Linked DNA regions of Mus musculus: all the other regions are linked to region 1. A link is a contact called in public ChIA-PET data. All regions are on one chromosome and are shown on one strand. The core of a region is the stretch at or near the end of the contact, and the rest is flanking DNA. Distances in the headings are between cores, read along the strand shown.

Region 1 (3,782 bases), core at 1,180-3,679:
TAACCAGACATACACAGGTTCATTAAATTCAGTCATCTTTGATCTTTTTTAGGCTTTCAAATTACATGAGAACAATAGGTTTTAAATTTAATTTTTTTGTCATTAGAAGGGAAAGGAAGAAATACTCGTTATTAAGCATCTGTGTGCTTCAGGTATGTTAATGTCCACTGGCTAACATTTTCTTGTGTGCAAGTATGTGTGTTATATGTGTGCGAGTGTGTGCAGGTACTTGTACACCTTTTCACGTGTTTGAGGTCAGAGGTCAAACTCAGAGGCTGTTCCTCAGGAATCGTCACCATGGGTTTTGAAACTCGGCCTTTGCCTGGGACCTGGCATCCACCTGTTCGACTGGGCTGGCTGGCTAGCAAGCTCCAGGGATCTGCGCCCCCCTCAACAAAGTGCATATGACTGTGCTCAGGTTTGGACACAGGTCCTTGTGCTTGCCCGGCGAGCACTTGGCCAACTGAGACTCCCAAGACTTACCTTCTAACATTTAGACATAAGATCCATGGGCCTCCATTTCCACATCAGGCATGGGCCCAACAAGGCTGAGAACAGTTCTACTTGCATTTTACAGCTTTCTCATGCAGTGCAGATGAGGGAGCTATGAAGGCAGTGGTGCTAATATAAGAATCAACTAACCAATAAATCAACCACAGATACACAGTGGACCCCTGCAGGGACTTGTTTCTGCTTGACAACAGTCGGGGCTCTAAATTCCAACTGCATAATCAATAAATTTTATTTTAAGTAAATTTTGCTTTTCTTTTTCCCATTAATTAATTTGTTTATTCACCTTATTCACATCCCTATTGCTGCCCCCTCCTCCCTGTCCCCCCCCCACACACACACATAGTTCCTCCCCTCAAACCCCTTCTCCTCTGAGTGGTTGGAGCTCCCCCCCCCCCCCCGCCTCCAGAGTATCTCCCCACCTTTGATTGTTAAAAAGGAAAGCCAAGCACAACCTATAGAAACTCTAACTGGATCACATCCAACCCATTGGTCATTTGCCAACAGTGGCGTGGAACGCAGTTCCACAGTGATAGACTAGATTTAAAAAGTCAACATCCAAGTATCTTGACATTTTTCAAATCGGAAAATCCAACCCAATGGTAGGAAACAGAGGCGTGGAGAGGCACGGAGCTACAGTGAAACCATTTTGACCAGAAACTCAAAGGAGCTCTCATATCAGGTTTTCCCTGATATCGTTAATGATAGCACCAGGGTACCGTTCCAGGGACTGGTTTCTGCATCACAGGGACAAACCTGCCTTTCAGTGGTCATCTGAGCAGAAGGCCACAGAAATAAAAGCAACTGACTCCCTACTCCCATGCAAATTCTATCCCTCTGCCAAAATATCTCATTGCCAGTTCTGGGTTTTAGACTCCAAAAGAGCTCTGGCTGTATAACCTCACATTGTTGCTGTTAAATGTTCTATCGATCAATGAAGAACAAGAGACAGCCCGTTCTTCCTGGAGAGTAGCTACTTTAGAAATTAGTAAGGATTAGTAAACCCTTGTTTAAACATCTCTTTGGAATGGCTCCGAAAGGTTCCCGTGAAACAACGAAGTTATTGTTCACCCCAGGAGTCTAATTTCCCTGGGAATCACACTTTCCTACCTGGTTCCATTGCTCTGTGGTTGAACGTGTATTAAGTCTGACATCCATGTATAACCCAGAGGGACAAATGGGTTCCTCTTGTAAGCCCTCATTGCCACGGGCTCTATTTGTAATCAGACAATCAATATGGTTAGCATGTGCCAACTTCGCCGGCGGAGAATAAGTGAGGCTGTTTGAGCCCAGGACACTGGAGAAAGCGTGTGAGGAAGCCGTGTGAATGGGGCTCATTGTTGGCCTGGATTTTAAACGTTCTCGTTTTTCACAACATTTTATGGAGAGCTCTTAAAAGGCCTTTATTGATAGAGATACTCATTAAATGCCAGTTTTAAAAGGAGAGTTGTTGATGTAATGTCATACAATCTGCTTATGCATAAAGCCTTTTTTATTCTGGTGTTCTGACGAGTGCTTTGCCATGCCAGCCCTCCCACCACATCCCAAGACACAGAAACTCCTCCTCTAGACGAATGCTCTGAAATGCGGGGCTGTTATTAGATCAGATGCCATAGATGGCTGGACCTTTCCTGCGTGCTTGTCTTTCACTGTCAAAACCAACCCTGATTTACTCAATGCACAACCAGTAATTGAACATCTGCCATATAATGCAGAAAAACCAGAGAAAGATGGTATTGTTGTTGTTGTTGGTTGGTTTTGGTTTTTTTTTTTCTTTCTAAAGGAGCTAGTTAGATTTTACTGTGAAAAAGAGACATGCAAATTAGTTAACAGCCGTGCATTGCACCAAGCTTGAGGGAATGGGGCTGGTGAAGTCTGAAGTCAGACAGTTCAGCATGTGACTTAGGACCGCAGCTTAGGGAGGGACTGAAGGTGTGGGCGGGTGCTGGTGAGAAAGGAGAAAGGCAAGCTTGAGACAGCACACATGTGAAGGAGCTCAATGGAGCCATTCCACAACCTGTGCGTACAGCAAGCCATCATGTTACGTGCCACCAACAGATGTGGTTGTTAACTATGAAAAAAATTTACCAGGAAAAACAAGACAACGTATTAGCGATAAAAGACACCAATGAAATCCTTGGAAGGGAAGAGAAAGAGGGAGGGAAGAATAGGGGGGAAACAAGAGAGGGACGATGGGAGGGAGGGAGGAAACTGCATATACCCAGGCTCCAGCACAACTCAATTTCAAGGTGGGAAGGGCACTGAGTGCTCTCAGCTTTCCTAGTCTCCCCCTCATGGCTTTTGATGCTCAGTCAACTTTGAAAACCCTTAGCTGGGATCAGATTCTCTAGCTCTGCTGCAGATTAGAGTAACTGGGGCAGCTCCTCAAACTCCCAATGCTCAGGCCCCACCCCAGTCCCGCAGGCCAGACTCAGGTGAGTCTGGATCCCTAGCGTTTCATACACTGGGCATGGAGACACCGATCAGTAATCCCCAACAAGCAGGAGGTGGAGATGGGAGGGTTGTAAATTCAAGGTTATCCTTAGCTACAGAGCACGTTTGAGGCTAGCCTGAGCCACAGGAGAGCCTACCTCAAAAGAACAAATAGCAACAAAAGAAGACCTGCCTTCCAATATGTTATTTCCAAGCAAAAATTATTTGGAGTTCTCTTTTATTATCTACACATTTTGCCTCCTGGTCTTTGCTTCCCTACCAGAGCTTTCTAAAACAGAAAGACCTGGATGCAGATACCTCAGAATAGGGTGACACAAAGCCGGAGGAGCGACAGACAGGCAAGGGCAGCTTTGGACTTGTTTTTGTCTGGCTTAACCGGGAGGATACTGGAGTAAGACCATCTGCCCTTCAAGAAATCAAAGCCAGACACAGGAAGTGGGCGGGAAGACCCTCCAGCAGCCCCAGCTGCCTGGGCCGGGCAGCTGCACAGACCCCTGTTGTTGGCAGACAAGGCAAGGTCTTTTCAGTCTTGTGACCATCAACCCATCCCCAGTGCTGGTGGGGAGGGCACTGCCATTCTTTCTATGACTGATCGCAACAGAATGTGACAGTTGTTTGGGGTGACAGGTTTCCTGGGGGCTCTGCCTTCAACAAGAGCCATTGTGCAGAGGGCGTGTCCTGGTGCCAATGTCACAGGCAGGGGAAGACCCGAGTGGTCCTTTCATTTATATATGACAACATTTCCAAGGAACAGATGGACAGAAATCTTAAGCACTAGCCATCTTCCTCTTGTCTGAAGAGCTGCGGTAGTTGAACAG
Region 2 (3,959 bases), core at 475-2,974, 320 kb after region 1:
AGTAAAAAAACCTATGAAATAGGAGTTTAAGTGCTCTGGAATCCAGTTTCAAAAGAGAACCTTTCATGGCATCCCAAGACATTTTGTTTTTACCCAGTTAGTTTAGGTGATTCAGGTTTTCTTTGGTCTCCTTCTAGTCCCCGTGAGAAAGACTGCTTCTCTGAACAGGATAAACCCATGTGACACTGTGAGGTTTTGCTTTGACTTCTCAGTCTTGTGCCCCAGTCTCACATTGGGTAATTGTCATCTGCCAGCCTGTGGTCGACAGTCTTTCTGATTCTGAAGTGGCCATCGTATGGAGTTGTTAGTCCTTAGAAATCACAGAGCCACAATGGGCAGGGTCCTGAGATCTAGTGTGAAGACTCTGTCAGGCCAGATTTAGCTCTCCTTAATGAGGATCTGCCTGCACTCACTGTCTTTACCACAGCCCCAGGGGTGAATAATTTCCTTTATTTTTTCTATAAGGAGTGCGGGGTGGGGACGGGTATCAGCGGGAGCCTTCGGGTGTCTTAAGCAGTCAGAGGTCACATGTCCTGCTTGTGATTTGCTAGGTCAGCTGAGGCGGGCTTGTGATGCTTTTGTAGTTAGCTCTTCTGTGTCTTGAAAGAATGGATATGCAGACAAGGCTTCTGTGGGATGGGATGTGCTATTGGGTCGGATAAGGGAGGTGTGCCCTTGAGAGCTCCTCTAAAAGGAAAAAAAAAATTGGCTAGAAAGATAGTAGGAGGTCTTTGTGGTGAGATAGCATGGGTGGAGGGGGTATATTCCAGCTATTTCAGAAGTTTGCGGGTGACTGCTCAGGTGGCTTGTGGGGACAGTTTTTGTTTGTTTGTTTGTTTTTAAAACCAAGCCTGTGAAGCTGGGGATGTAGTTCAATAGGTAGAAAGCTTGCTTAGCTTAGCATGAATGAAGCCCTGGTTAGTATCCCTACTACGGCGTTAAACTGAGCGTGGTCCCGTGTGCCTTTAATGCTATTTAATTCCTATACTTAGGTGTTGGAGGAAGGAGAATCTGCACACACAGATTCATCTTCTATACATACCAGCCTGGATTACCAAAATGAAACAACGAGAAATTGGGAGAACATAGTGAGCAAGTGGGCTACACAACAAAAAGGTCAAATGCCCCGCGCTGTACTTCAGAACACGGATGGCCAGTCTCCCTTGTTAGTTCTGGTCTCGTGCTCAATTTGGGCCATAGTAAACACGGGAAGGCACACACAGCCAATCCTAGAAGGTGCAGAGGTTAGCACACTCTGGCTTTGTCTCTTCATGATCCAGATGGCACCAGATCTCCCAGAGCTGCCATGCTTTTAGAAATATTCCCAGAAATTATTACGAGTTTATGAAGGATGACAAAACCTCTTCAACTTCCGATGCAAACACATTTGCGACAGAAAATGGATTAACTTCTGATTCCTGTATGTTCAAACCCTAGTTCAGCTTTTTCATCCACCTGGGCATAACAGTGGGGCCGAGTTTTTCCTCCTCCTGATGTCCTTTGTTCCCTCCTTTCTATTTCCTTCACTTGTTTCAAACTACGGGCAAGAACCAGTCTCTTCATGCATGTGAATTTCCCACTGGCAGGATCCCAATGCTCAGATTCACTGTTTCCCCAATGAGACTCATTCTCTGCTCAGCGTGTGATAGAAGCGCCTGGTCCTGCTTTAGCCCTGCCTGGGCCTGTCCTAGCAGCTTGTACAAATGTAAACACAGGCACTACAACTGTGGCTCACTGTGGAGGGCGGGGCTAGGGGCCAGGGTCCAAGACACGCCCAGAAATGCTCTCCCTCCCTTCGGGTTGCTCCTCCCACAGCCTGCTTGTTTCCAGAGCTTTACAGTGGAGCCACAAAACAGGAGGGTTCTATGGGGGTAAAAATCCGCCTGTTCTGGGCTGTGGCAATTTGCAAGTCCGTGGTATTCGTCCCTTTAACAACTTCCTGCAATGACATTTCTGTCAGGATGATGGGCAAATATGTGGTCAAGGCTTTAAATGCCAGATCCACACAGTTCATTGTTTTTACTAGCTCGCCTCCAGGAGTGGACCTTGATACCCACAAGAAGAATTTAATTAATTAGGCTGTGCTATGTATCTGAGTGCTTTTCCACATTTCTCTATTGTCTCATTTGCAACAAAGGTGCAAATCGCGGCCTTTGACATTTCCGCTGGAAGGAGCTCTCTCAGAGAACTTCATGAAACCAACCTCACCACTCTGGAACCGTGCAAGGAAAACCAGTGTTTTAAAACCATGGTAGACTTGAACACGTACTTCCCTTGCATGACATGAAACACAGAGACAACATACTTACATGGTTCAGGCCAATGAGAACAAATTCCTATCTGTCAAAACCACACAGGCAAACAAGAAGAGCCAGCCCACAAGTTGTCTTTAGTGTGACCGGAGGAACAACAGTATTTTACTCTAGTCTGTATAGTAAAAGTTACTCTTAAAACTCAGTATCACCAGACACTATGGTTTGGACATTGCTGTCTCTGGTCCTTTAAAGAAGGCTAAGGAAAGGTTCTCCATTCTCTTTTAGAAAAGATGAGATAATATTGGATTGCATGGATATCTGCTTAGACACATAGCCACTTTCTGAAAAGAAGAGAAGAGAAGAAAAGAAAGAGGGTATCAGGTTATGTCTTCTTGTGGGAAGTGCTCGTGTCCCACTTTCTGTGGCTTCGGCTGGGCTCTAGTCCCAGGATGCTCTCTCCATATCCGGGCCTCTTGCTCATGCGCTCCCCAGTTCTTTCTTGTCCATAGTGAGAGACTCAGGGCTGGATCCATCCACAGGGAGCTTTGATGAGAGGCAGGTTTTACATCTTTGAGAATGTCTGCTAGGATTGTTTTGGAACCTGTTGAAGAATGAGGCGAAACAACAAAACAGAGCCACAAGGTAAAAGACGGGAGCCAGAACACACAGGGTGAGCATCCAGTCTTGAGACTACATTTAAAGTCCCAGATCCGCATGCGGCTAAATTCAACTTGTTTCTGGCGTTTGCGCCTAACCCGTAGCAGCCATTTCTTTGTCGCAGGCAGTTTTAGTTGGGTCTGTTTCATTTATAGCCGCTCAGTCTGATTACTAGCCCGGGTGATAGATAGAGCACCTTCTCATTTAAGTTTCACAAAACTCCTTTTACAGAACGGAAGCAGGTTAAGAAAGGGGCAGGCACATGCATGAAGGTCCTTCTAGGAAGAGCAGCAGATCTAGGTCTCAAACTCATTTATGCTTTATTCTAAAATTCCAGGCTCAGCCTACGGGAGTCAGCTAAGCCAGGCCGTTCAGTAACAGCCAGCAGCTTGCATAGCTTGAAGGGTAATTCATTAATTCTTCGAGTGTTTCTCGAAATGCGTTTTGATCTTATTTGCCTGGTCTCCTATCTCTTTTCAGACCAGTCCTCAATTCCCTACCCACGGACACTTTTTTTTTTTTTTTTAATTTTATCTATCAGGACCAATTTGTGCTGTCCAAATAGTCTTGGATATCTGGAGAGTAGCCACTGGAGAGTGGACTACTTTAGGGGGCGGGGTTGGGGGGGGGGAGGGCGCTACATTCTTAAAGAAAAGGACTCTGTTTTCAGGTTTCAACAGCAGTTGACAGACAGTTGCACTGCTGGTCCCAAATGGTTTATTACTAAGCATACTCAGTCTTAGGGGCGGAGTCCTCTCTGCCCCTTCTTCCCCAGCAGGCGCCTTCTCTCCTCTTTCTGGTCTACATTCTGAGTAGCAGGCATTTTAAACAGAAGTTTCCTCAGTAGCTTTTGCCTCCTCAGGATACCTGTCATCTACGGAGGAGGAAACTCCATCGTTAGTACCAATCGTTAGGCTGGGGACTCCACAGATCAGGCTTGGGGACAAGAGTGTGGTCTATAAACCCGATTGAAGAGGTTTTTATTTTCCATGATAAAGTGCAAACAAGGAGACATTAGCTTGACCCCGTTCCCTCCCTGGGTGTGTG
Region 3 (3,593 bases), core at 281-2,780, 390 kb after region 1:
AGACAGATTATTGAAAGGGAATATACATTTTTTAACCGTGAAACTCTGTATACCTGAGATACAGACTTACAATTTGCATAAAAATAGGCCAAATCCCACAATGGTGTTATACTAAAACACCCTGCTTATCTATATTTGAAGAAAATTGATTTGAACATGAAACTTGCAAGGCACAAATGTCACCTGGAAAGCCCCTTCCCAATAACACACACAGATTTCATCTGCAGAGTACACATTATACCACCTGAGCCAGGAAATAAATGAATGTGTTTAATAACATGATCTATCAGACAGTAGAAAAGCCACAAGCTTATCCCAATAATAACATATAGAATCAACATAAAATTAGATGTGATTACAGTTCAGAGAGAGGAAAACAGTTCTGAAATAAAGATTTCACTTGGTTTCTCTATGTTCATAGTCCTTGTGTCTCAATTCTGAGAAAGTGAACATGAAAAGCATGGCAAAATCTGGCCACTAATTATATAATACACACTCAGTTATTCACGGGCTTTGTGATGGCTTGTTGTTTTCATGGCCAACACGAAACCTCCAGCTTAAACACATTTTGTGTTAGGCTGAAATCGAATGTAGGCTTGTTCAAGTTGCTTAACATCCTTGAACTTCTTCATCAAACTGGTAGAATTCTTAAAGAGTTTTCCGCGTATAAAAAAAAATACAGGTGGAATGTGTGGCTTGGTGTTTGATGTGCAGCACATGACAGGGAGATGGATATTATTATCATGATGGGAGAAATAACGACAACTAAGAGTCTAGAGAACTTAGTGGTGCTCTTCATTAAGTAGCTGACTGTTACCTTAGGTACTGTGGTCTCTGGGCTACAGCTTCCTCATCTTTGAACTGTCGAAGGTGGAATCATCAAGGTGAGATGTTTCTCCTTTGGGTTGTCTGAGAAAGGCTCTCAATCTGGAGCTGAGGGGTTTTGATCTGGTGATTATTTTGCTTCCACCTCCTGAATGTTGGGATTGTAAGAATGCACCACCAACCATGATTAATTCAAGTGCCTTTATAGTAATCAAATTGTCTGTCTAGATTTTGTTTCTTGTTGTTGGAATAAAACATTCTGTCTGAACAACTTAAGGGAGCAAAGGTCTATTTAGCTTAAAGTTTCAAGTCCCAGATCATCGTTTTGGGGAAGTCAAGGTGTGAACTTGAAGCTGCTCGTCACCCCCACAGTCAATAGCACAGAGAGAATGGATGCTCAGGGAACGATGTGCTTCTCTTTTAGGTTGGGTATTTTCCTATCCCTTGATACATAATTCAATCCTCAGGGTTATGCCCATAAGCCCAGGTCACTTAGACAATTCCTCACTGAGACACATCCCCAGTGACTCTAGGTTGTGTCAAGGTGACAGTTAAGAACTAACCACTGCATTCTCTTGTGTGAATGGAATCTTAGGCAAAATGCTGCTGTTTGAAAGCCATGCAAACAGAGCCGCTGAGTTGGTTAAAGTCGTAAAGTTAGAGCTTGATTACTTGTAACCACTTCCTGCGCCTGCCTGTGGCACCACAGAGCGTTAGGCAGGTGATTACAAGACACTTGAGAAGGTTTCCTGTATAATGCTGTTTGAACTGTGTATTGAGCTGGTGAGCTTTTGTTCAATGATTTATTCGCCAGTTCCAGAAAGGGACAGATGAATCTTCATAAGACTGTAACAGATGTGAACTATCAATTTTACTGGTTTAATAAATTTAATGACTGTATTAGGGTTTTGTGTTTTTGTTTTTGTGACAACTTGTGGAAGAATTTATTTTGGTTTATGGTTCCGGGGGGTTTAAGAATGGACCATGGTAGGAAGGTTTATCAGTAAGAGGCAGACATGTCAGTCAGCAGAAGCAGGAAGCTGAGAAATCCTATCTTTAAGCCCAAACATGAACTAGAGAGAACAGGCTGTAAGTGGCTCTGAGCTCTCAAACCTTACCCTCAGTGATATCCTTCATTCAGAAGGACTCCCCCTAAAGAGGGTTATATAGCCTTCCCCAACACTGATACCAGCTGCAAACTAAGTATTCAAATACTTGAGTCTATGGGAGACATTCTTAAATTCATACCACTCTGGTAACTCAATCAATTGTTCAGCACTCATAGTATCAAAGACTAAATCAATGTCCCATAATTGTTGTGTATATAGAGAAATTTTTAGTTATACCCTATACAATTATATAATTATCATAACTAGAAATATTTGAATATATATGTCTATATATATATATGTATATATATGGATGACCTGCCATTTCCTTTTCATGTGGATGATGTCATCAAATTCATATCCACCAAAAAAAGAACTCTCAGATAATCTTGTTGATAATTACTACTTTTGGGGGGAGATCCTTAATTCTTAATTGGGTTTAAAATAGTAATGTATACTGTGGGTTCTGATGTCAGTTTATCTTCAAATATCCCTTTGAGGGTGGTGCCTTTATTCTCATTTAATAGGTTTGGAAAATGTAGCTCATATTTGAGAAAGCTACTTGGAGTCACATGGTGTTTAAATATCGAAGCCCAGGTTTCCTGATTGCACTCCAGGGCGCTTTCCACGAGTGACAGGGGCAAGAGGACAATGTGCAGCCTTATCTTTTTCGAATGTGCTCTTCCTGATTTGCTGAGAGTTTTAAGCAGTTCAGAGAACTGCTCTGAACCATGCAATGACATACAGTCAATAAGCATTCAGGGCACTCTGAATTGTTCAGAGGCATAAATGGGTAAATACTCTTCACATTTTAAATGATAGTGAAAACATTTGCATTCTGATATTAATATTTATTGATTTTTTTTGAGGTTCAGTGAATAGTTTTCATGATAATTCCTCAATCTTCAGAGAAAACCTGCATTCATAAATAACAAATTATGTCATTACCCACATCTGCTCTCATTTTCTATAGGCTTCAAAATCTCTATTCATCACGGGAGCCAAAAGAAGTGGGTACCCACCGGTTTCTCCATCAAATTCTGGCCCATCTTCCTGCACATAATTCTTATTTGAGAATGCAATGCTTATTCAAAATAAATACGGGACATACTAAACTATGTGATTAACATGCAATGAGTCTCAGATTCCATTTACTTATGGAAATCGAGTCAAATCTAACATGCTAGCAACACTATTGTGAGGTCAGCTTCCTGATGAGGCCATTGGATCTGCAGGAGTTACCACTCTGATACCACATTAGCACATCATTAGCTTGAACCGTGCCACAGCAGTATGAAAATTAGGCATTTTCATTTTTCAAAAGAGACAATAGCAACTTTCCCTGCTTCTTACATTCATTTTTAAAGATGAGACTGTTGATGGAAGATGCATGAAATGAAGTAATATTTGAAATTATTAACAAGGAGCTTTCTCAGAAGATGCATGCCTTTGGAAACTAAATTTAAGGTGTGTATATATATTTTAAAAGATGAGCTCTATTATGCTAAATTTCTGATATACTTTTGTTAGCTGGTTTTTTTTTGAAGTAAGATAGGTCAGAAATAATCATACAAAGACATTTTATAGATTAAAGTTACTCACTGAAGCCATATTTTAAAACATCGAATGAGGGAATGTAAAAGCCCTTCATTTATTAGC

The links. ChIA-PET counts read pairs in DNA pulled down with a chosen protein or histone mark.
Region 2: a contact with region 1 is called in an RNA polymerase II ChIA-PET map of memory CD8 T cells, with 226 read pairs. The contact joins two enhancer-like sites. A contact is called at or near these places in 3 of 484 Hi-C or Micro-C datasets (CD4 T cells, Th2 cells and regulatory T cells) and 3 of 115 datasets of contacts at active chromatin or transcription factors (effector CD8 T cells, memory CD8 T cells and pancreatic cancer cells).
Region 3: an RNA polymerase II ChIA-PET map of memory CD8 T cells shows a contact between it and region 1, with 51 read pairs. The contact joins two enhancer-like sites. A contact is called at or near these places in 3 of 115 datasets of contacts at active chromatin or transcription factors (effector CD8 T cells, memory CD8 T cells and regulatory T cells).

What each region holds. Positions count from the first base shown.
Region 1 is chr10:96,396,327-96,400,108 of GRCm38.p6, forward strand. No RefSeq gene overlaps it. Among named protein-coding and RNA genes, the nearest start is that of Gm33782, 89 kb to the left of the region's middle. Within about 2 kb of position 2,430, at least 102 of the 459 cell types and tissues checked have an H3K27ac peak or open chromatin away from gene starts, as enhancers often do. A contact at or near this core is called in Th2 cells, effector CD8 T cells, memory CD8 T cells and 1 more, where this site is marked.
Region 2 is chr10:96,720,952-96,724,910 of GRCm38.p6, forward strand. All of the region lies in intron 2 of Gm33897 (a long non-coding RNA gene), which reads left to right. Among named protein-coding and RNA genes, the nearest start is that of Gm33897, 7.2 kb to the left of the region's middle. Within about 2 kb of position 1,725, at least 146 of the 459 cell types and tissues checked have an H3K27ac peak or open chromatin away from gene starts, as enhancers often do. A contact at or near this core is called in Th2 cells, effector CD8 T cells, memory CD8 T cells and 1 more, where this site is marked.
Region 3 is chr10:96,785,886-96,789,478 of GRCm38.p6, forward strand. No RefSeq gene overlaps it. Among named protein-coding and RNA genes, the nearest start is that of Gm33897, 72 kb to the left of the region's middle. Within about 2 kb of position 1,531, at least 51 of the 459 cell types and tissues checked have an H3K27ac peak or open chromatin away from gene starts, as enhancers often do. A contact at or near this core is called in effector CD8 T cells, memory CD8 T cells and regulatory T cells, where this site is marked.